Regions from separate parts of the Sus scrofa genome. Here region 2 is linked to region 1. Evidence: chromatin contacts called from public Hi-C data. All regions are on one chromosome and are shown on one strand. The core of a region is the stretch at or near the end of the contact, and the rest is flanking DNA. Distances in the headings are between cores, read along the strand shown.

Evidence for each region. Hi-C and Micro-C count contacts between places; a contact is called where the count stands out from the background.
Region 2: a Hi-C map of embryonic fibroblasts shows a contact between it and region 1, with 2.4 times the contacts expected there. The contact joins two enhancer-like sites. A contact is called at or near these places in 2 of 47 Hi-C or Micro-C datasets (embryonic fibroblasts and fibroblasts).

What each region holds. Positions count from the first base shown.
Region 1 is chr1:255,214,153-255,218,415 of Sscrofa11.1, reverse strand. No RefSeq gene overlaps it. Among named protein-coding and RNA genes, the nearest start is that of TEX48, 4.4 kb to the right of the region's middle. Within about 2 kb of position 2,390, at least 9 of the 83 cell types and tissues checked have an H3K27ac peak or open chromatin away from gene starts, as enhancers often do. A contact at or near this core is called in embryonic fibroblasts, where this site is marked.
Region 2 is chr1:255,758,478-255,762,740 of Sscrofa11.1, reverse strand. The region is part of intron 4 of LOC102161373 (a long non-coding RNA gene); the gene reads right to left. Among named protein-coding and RNA genes, the nearest start is that of TNC, 130 kb to the right of the region's middle. Within about 2 kb of position 2,425, at least 5 of the 83 cell types and tissues checked have an H3K27ac peak or open chromatin away from gene starts, as enhancers often do. A contact at or near this core is called in embryonic fibroblasts, where this site is marked.

The sequences.
Region 1 (4,263 bases), core at 1,141-3,640:
GGAGCTGTAGATGCCAGCCTACGCCACAGCCACAGCCACAGCAACACTGGGATCTGAGCCATATCTGTGACCTACATCACAGCTCACAGCAATGCCAGATCCCCAAACCACTGAGCAAGACCAGGGATTGAACCTGCATTTTCATGGATACTAGTCGGATTTGTTTCTGCTGCACCACAATGGGAACTCTTACAATTTTCATTTAACACAGGTTTCTAGAGTGTAATGTCTTCATTTCTCAGGTTATTTGAAAAAAATGCCCTTTTTTCAATCCGTATAGAGAAGGCTGTTCCTGAAAAGCTAAAATATCCATTTATACAGCATCAAGAAAAGTTAGATTTTTTAAATTTGTTGTAGTTTACTACACTGGCTGCAAGTTAAAAATCGTACTGTATTGTAAACTTCAAAGCTGCTAACAGACTGGATCTTTTTTTTTTTTCTTTTTTTCTTTTTCTGGCTGCACCTCAGGCATATGGAAGTTCCCAGGCTAGGGGTCGAATGCAAACTACATCTGCCGACCAACACCACAGCCACAGCACTGCCAGATCCACGGCCTACACCACAGCTTGCAGCAATCCCTGATCTTAGCCCACTGAGGGAGGCCAGGGATCAAACCTGCATCTGCACAGATACTATGCCAGGTTCTTAGCCCACTGAGCCACAGTGGGTGCTCCAACTAAGAGACTAGATCTTAATTGTTCTCAACATGAAAAGGAAATATAAATATGTGCTGTGATCAGGGTGTTAGCTAACACTGCTGTAGTAATCATGTTGTCATATATAAGTGTATCAAACTAACATGTACGTCTCAAAATTACACAATGTTAATATGACAATTATAAATCACTTTTTTATTTTATTTTATTTTTTATTTTTTTTGTCTTTTTTTGCTATTTCTTGGGCCGCTCCCGCAGCATATGGAGGTTCCCAGGCTAGGGGTTGAATCGGAGCTGTAGCCACCAGCCTACGCCAGAGCCACAGCAACGCGGGATCCGAGCGGCGTCTGCAACCTACACCACAGCTCACGGCAACGCCGGATCGTTAACCCACTGAGCAAGGCCAGGGACCGAACCCGCAACGTCATGGTTCCTAGTCGGATACGTTAACCACTGCGCCATGACGGGAACTCCTAAATCACTTTTTTAAAGGGGAGGGAGACCTGGGGAGCTTTGAAAACTACCGATGCCCAGAAATAGTGATTTTCCTGGCCTATAAAGTGGACACCAGGTGCGGCATTTTTAGAAATTCCTCCCGTGACTCTAAGGGAAGTCTTTGCTTCCTAATAAAAAGTTAGTAGTTTTCCATCTTTGTTTTTTGTTTTTTTTTTCCTAGAGCCACACCTGCGGCACATGGAGGTTCCTAGGATAGGGGTCTAATTGGAGCTGTAGTCAGCCTACGCCACAGCCACAGCAACGAGGGATCCGAGCTGCATCTGCGACCTATACACAGCTCACGGCAACACCAGATCCATAACCCTCTGAGTGGGACCAGGGATCGAACACTGAAACCTCATGGTTCCTAATCAGATTCATTAACCACTGAGCCACGATGAGAACTCCAGTAGTTTTCAGTCCTGATTTCATGTAAGAATCACCTAGAAAGCTTGTAAAAATACTGATCCCCAGGCTCCACCTGCCACTCCCCCCAGGGATGCTAATTTATCTGGAGTTAGGCCCCAGGGCAATCTTACATTTTAAAAACATCTCAGTTGAAACTCACTTGCAGCCAGAGTTGACAACTTTCAATGTTACCATTGGGAGTATTTCTTTACAAGTGAGGTTTAAAAGACTATTTAACCCACCATCAAGTATTTGCAATGGTTAGGTCACACCTCCCTCACACCTCAACCCCCACCCACCTTTCCACCAGGACACCAAAACTGTGCTGAATTTTTGCTTTCTTCTGTTCCACTTGTATCAGGTGACCTCCTATAAGCCTCCAAAAATAGCACTGATTGAGAACATTTCAACCTAATTTGGCTTCCCAAAATAGTACTCGGCTGTCCTAAATAAAGGAATAGAGAGTGCCCTAAAGGTGAGAGATTTTGCCAGGATTCCAATATAAAATGATTCTCCTTTTCCTGAAAGAGCAGAGAATGTGCCTTTATTTTTGCACATAACATTAGTAACAATTTCTTGAGTGTTTACTACACCTAGACACCATGTTAAGTGTTTTCCTGCTCGCACTTAATCCCGAAAGTATAACTGATTCAATTGCTTAATTAGATAAATTAATAATAATTATTATTGTTCCCATTTTAAAGAGGAAGAAACCGAGGAGTAAAGTCTATTGGCCTAAGATTACCACCTAGCTGGGTAGGAGACAGAATGCGGACCCAGGTCTTTGGCTTCCGGTACTATACTGCCCCCTTACGGCTCAGCCATCCTCACCAGAGGATGCATTCACAAGAGGCACCAGGACTTCGTTTCAGTGCGCCCAAAGGACTGCATGGCATTGGGAACAGCGGGAAAGACCACTGGAGAAACGGCCAGCATTTGCTTTCTCCCTCCTCCCTTCACAGTCAGTCCAAACCCCTGTCCCTAACATTCCCTGGTTCCCAGGCTCTGTGACATCACAGACAGCCCCATCTCTGCTCTGCCAGCTGCAGGTGAGTGAGGCTCAAAGGTTAGACCTGAGAGCAGAAAGGGTATTTTTTTCTGTACTTAAAGGGACCACGTTTCCATCACTCCAGGGCACCGTTTCACTTTGCTCCAGGAAGCAGATGCCATCGTGCTTACCATAACCCCAATTTTCTCTCTCTGGATCCCAATCTCCCCGTGTGTGCTGAATGACCCTAAGTGCTCCTCTAGCTCCAGAAGTCTTCTTGAGTGACTGATCTGTCTTCTGGTGGAAGTGCTGTGGGGTCACTGGAGACCTGTAGCTCACAGTCCACTGTTGTGGTGGGGGCGGCGGCGGCGGGGGCGGGGGTGGGGGGGTGGGGAGGTAACCCAAGGGCCCCTTTCTTTGGCTCCTGCTTCCATCTAGAGGGGGGTGCTGGTAGTGCAAGGAACATCACACCCCTCCGCCCCAGCCAAAATCAACTCCACATTTTCATCAGCATCTGTATTTACATTTATTGAGCCTTCACAAGGTGCCAGACAGCTGTGCTAAGCACTTTCCATCATGATGTAATTCTCCAACCACATTCTAGTGTAGATAGTTCTATTATCATTCCCATTTTACAGATAAGGAAACAGAGGTTCAAGAAAGTTAATTTCTTGTAACGTTCATAGCTAACAGGTAGTAAGCCCTTAGGAATTATACCCCAAAGAATGTGCTTGTAATTGTGACACTGCTCTCCCAGGAGCCTTCCCATTTCGAAGAGGGTTCAAAGGTTCAAAACACTTGGCTACCAACCCTTAGAGGAGAAAGTGGTTCTACGCCCTTTTTCTCAGGAAATTGCTACGGAGGAAAGCTATGAACACCATTGGTGCTAAATTCAGACCAAATATAATTAAACTTAAATTTAAAAGCTCTGCTGAGCTGATGCTACAAAATGATCTCCAAGATACTGTGTAATACATAAGCTACTTTAGCAGAAGAGACCTCCATTCAACATGTGGAACAAACAAAAACTGAACTTATTTCTCATAACGCAAGGGAGAATCATACACCAATGACAGAGTCCATGAACAAAGCTAATGGCTAATATTTAAGGCATTTGGGGAGGTATTGAATTCGTGGACGGGTGGGATTTCAGAGGCAGAGTGCTTAGGAATGGCAGACCATCGCCCGTGACAATATAACTCCTGTCTGTCTATTGCTTTCAGGAGAATGGTCATCAGGGTAAAAGCTTATTAATAGATTAAATGGGTTTAAACAGGTTCTGATGATGATTACCATGGTTCCAGGGCAATCGGTCTTCACTGAGGAGCATGGGAACTCCTTTTTTATTCTCAATCTCCCTAGCTCCGCTCTCCCTCAACCAAAGCTGCAGGAGAACCCCTCGGGGATTATCTGGATCTTGACCACTGTTGTTGACATTCCTTGAAGACACAGTTCCATTTTTCCACTTATAGAAATCTGATATTCAGTTTGAGCATCAGCCAGCCCGTTGTTTTTGTCTCTAAATCATCTGCAGAACTAGATGCTGGGCCAGTTGCTACATAAAAGTATTCAACTCTCTGGACAACAGCCAATGAATGACTGTGAGGCAAACAATAATAATTAAAAGTACTTTTAAAAAGAGTTCTGGAAGGCGCTTTAGAATTATAGCCCATGATTTCCCAGGCATGATCAAGAAGATAAATCTCAAAATGATAC
Region 2 (4,263 bases), core at 1,176-3,675, 540 kb before region 1:
GTAGGATGTTTTAAAAGAGCCACAATTCTGGAAACGCCACCTCGCTCAAATGATTTGCATTTGGAATGAAACCTAATGATGAAGATAAATGGTTCTGAACTGTTTTTCATTAACAACCTGTCTGACACCAAATGCATAGTGTCTTTTCCAATCCACTTGCTCCAACTCTCCAACACCAGCTGAGCATCCTACCATTTGATTCAATTCCAACACTATCTTACTGGCGTTAGCGCTTAAGGACTCTGGGCCACAACGCTCTATTCAGATGCCAGATGCAAGCCCCTGGTTGTCACCAGTACTCAGACTAACCAGCTCTAGATTTAGGAGTTTCCCTTAGAGTTCCCTGGAGGCCTAGAGGGTTAAGGATCCAGTGTTGTCACCACTGTGGCTCAGGTTGCTACTCTGGCGCAGGTTCAATCCCTGGCCTAGGAAATTCCACATGCCATGGGTGCATCCAAAAAAAAGTTTAGGAGGGTCCTACAACTAACCCCCTCCTGGGGTTTGATCATCTGCTAGAAATTTCACAGAAATCAGGAAAGTGGAGTTCCCATCATGACTCAGCAGACACAAATCTGACTGGCATCCACAAGGATGCAGGTCCTATCCCTGGTCTTGCTCAGTGGGTTAAGGATCCGGCATTGCCGTGAGCTGTGGTGTAGGTCGCAGATGCGGCTCAATCTGGCATTGCTGTGGTATAGGCCGGTGGTTACAGCTCCGGCACGACCCCTAGGCCTGAGACCCTCCATATGCCGTGGGTGCAGCCCTAAAAAGAAAAAAAAAAAGAAATCAGGAAAGTGCTTCACTCACTATTACTGGTTTATTATAAAGGATACAACTCAGGAACAGCCAAATGGAAGTTTGGGCAGAGAATGGGGCTAGGACACTGGCTGTTCAAGGATCTTCCATGCCCGCTCCAGGTACACTGCCCTCCTAGCTCCTTGATATGCCCACCAACCCCCAAAATTTGAGGTTTCTATGGAGGTTCCATTACATAGGAATGATGGCTTAAATTATTGGCCATTGATGATCAACTCGATTCTAGCCTCTCTTCCCTCCCCAGAGGTAGGGAGTGGGGCTGAAAGTTCCAATCCTCTAATCATGTTTTGGTCTTTCTGGAGACTGACCCCCATACTGAAGCTCACTAGGGGCTCCCAAATACCAGCATCTCATTAGCATGCAAAGGACACCCCGATCTTTCCAGAAATTCCAAGGATTTTAGGAGCTGTGTGCCAGGAACCAGGGAAAAAGACCATATGTGTATTTCTTACTTATTACAGGGGCTTATTTCTTCGCCTTGGTCGATTAGTATAAATAATTTCAAAACATTGAAGACTGCTCAGTGAGAAACAGGTAGTAAAATTCTGTGCCAAACATATAGCCATGGCTTTCTGATGCCAATGATAATACCACATCACAAGGCTGCCTACAAGGCAACTCACATCATTATCACATAATAAGGATGATGATAAGAATGACAGGCAGAGCTAATATTTATCATGCACGGGTTAGACACCAGAAAAGATGCTAAGCACTTCATGATTATTTCATTTTGTTCTCACTTTAAATAAATATATGGAACATGAACCCTTTCTGCCCCTACTTCATAGATAAAGAAAGAGATCTGGAAATCATAAAAGGAGCAAGTGGTAAAGCGAGAACTCGGGCGCAGATTCTTCAGGCAGCAAAGCCAAAGCTCTCACCGCTCCAGCAGAAAGCATCTCCTTGGGTGTAATGGCCAGCTCAACTGTAGATTTCACTGTCAACCTCCTCCAGGGAGATTTAACTGCCCTCTCCTCCGTACTCCCACAGTCCTGGGTCCCCCGCCCTGTTAGACCACTCATCACATTGTATTCGAGCTATGGGTGCAAACATCTGTCTCTTCTGCTTGCCGCGGGGTGCCTATTCAATCACACTATGCATTATGTATCTTTGTTATGTCCAGGGCCTGGTGGAATGGTTCATACACAATACTCCTTCCTTCAATTTAATTAATGATAATGAGCACATAATAAATACTTCTTGGTCTCTCCACCTGTAAATGGGCGACTGTTCTCTCCTGGAAAGAGGGACAATCCCCTTTCTCCAAGGCCAGAAAACACTCAAGACTTCATGAGCCAATACATGTGTGCAACTGGCAAAGAACATCTTGGGAAAATGCTACCCTGTTATTACAAGGCGCTATTGAAAGGGGACCAAAAAGAAAATTCCTACTGTCCTGACATGATCCAGCTGCAAGAGACAAGCTGTCATTACACCAGCGGAAAGTTATGGCCTCTAGACTTGAAACTAGCAAGTTGGCCTGAAGGCATGGGGCACAATCTTGGTTGTGTATCACATAAACTCTAGTCACACTGTGCAAAGACACGCTATTCCTGTGCAAGGGAAGCTGTCATTGGATCTCACCGCCAGGTATGCATGCCGCGTCTGGTGGGTAGATTGCCAAGCTCTCCATCTGTGTTGTGCTCGGTTGCTAGGGCACAGGCAGGGAGCTATGTAGTGTCTTGCTTTCACCCCAACCACAAAGGCCTGGAGCAGTGACAAAGCTGCTCGAAGTGCTCGAGCTCCGAGGAAATGTACATATTTGGCTTAATTCATGAAACGTCTATTGAAGACCTACTCAGAAGACTGGGATTTCTGGCAAGGCTCTGCTGCTGTAAGAGCCCTGGTTGGATGTGTCCTTCTCTGAGCAAGTAAAGTCCTCCCTTGTAAAAAGGAAGGACCCAAAGCTCCGTGTTTCCCAAAGAGGGTCTATGTACCCCTGGTGGTATGTGTAACATTCACAGGTGCGGCGTGCAGACACTTGGAAACATTTTAGCAGCTGTAAACTAATGCGATGTGTGCTCAAAAATAACTACCACAGCAAACACCTGACATCACATAAGGAATCGATTAGAATAAATGCAAAGTAAATATTAAATAGTTGAGTTTTTTTTTTTAAAAAAGAATCGGCATTAGAAATTATGAATGGGGGAGGGAGAATATGCATATGACAGAAACTGGGGCAGTGGAACACAGATCAGTGGAGTTAGATAAGCTGGACAAGGAGGATCTGGCATCCTAGGGTCTGGCTCTGTGATCCTGTCACCAAAGGCTAACTGGGAAGTCACCTTGGACAAGACAGACCAAGGTAAATTTATGTTGAAAATGATTCCAATTATATATTCCAACTCAATCAACACAAACACTTTCTGATAGCTAGGGGACCTCAGACACTAGTCTAGGCATCACGGATGTGAGGATGAAGAAGACAAGGTCTCGGCATCATGGAACAAAGGACACACCTGGGGAAACAAATATCTTTAATTTAGCATGATGTTTATAATAGTGAAAGTAACCTGGGAGCCAGAAAGGAAAGTCCAACGATTCCTGGGAGAGAGGAATAGCCAAGGAAGTCTCCCCAGGGGAGGGGAACATTGAGTTAAGCCTTGAAGCCTAAGTAAACATTATCTGAGCACCTAAGAAGGAGAAGGCATTGCAGGCAAAAAGAAAAGCACATGAAATAAGTGCTGAATGGCCAATGTAACAGGTAAGTTATGTTTTCTTACTCTATTTTTTCTTTTTTTGTCTTTTTGCTATTTCTTGGGCTGCTCCCGTGGCATATGGAGGTTCCCAGGCTAGGGGTCCAATCGGAGCTGTAGCCACCGGCCTACGCCAGAGCCACAGCAATGCGGGATCCGAGCCTCGTCTGCAACCTACACCACAGCTCACGGCAACACCGGATTGTTAACCCACTGAGCAAGGGCAGGGACCGAACCCCCAACCTAGTGGTTCCTAGTCAGATTCGTTAACCACTGTGCCACAACAGGAACTCCCTTCTTAGTCTATTTTTATGTGTCAACAAAAGACGTAACGATTTTGTGTACATCCTGAGTGAGAGAACCAGGTGTTGAGTGGAGTTACATATAATGCTCAGTCCACGTTCTTTCTACTCTATCATATCCTATATCCTATATCATATCACATCTGCTCTTCTTATCTGAAACCTCATGATATGTAGAGCTATTAATTCTTATTTGTTCTTAATCCACCAAGTGTGAAATGCTAATCCACAGAAGAAGGAATGATGAGATTTACCTCTTAAAGGTCAGTATCCTAAACTACAAGCAATTCTGGGCTTCACCATACTTTTCCTTAAAAAAAAAAAAAAAAAAGTCTCTGTAGAATAACTCCCCCAGACACTCTGTATTAGTTATTTTAGGCAAAAACCAAAAAGTTTCAAAAGACTCTCCCATGTGCTCCTTCCAGTTTATACACAGACACCCT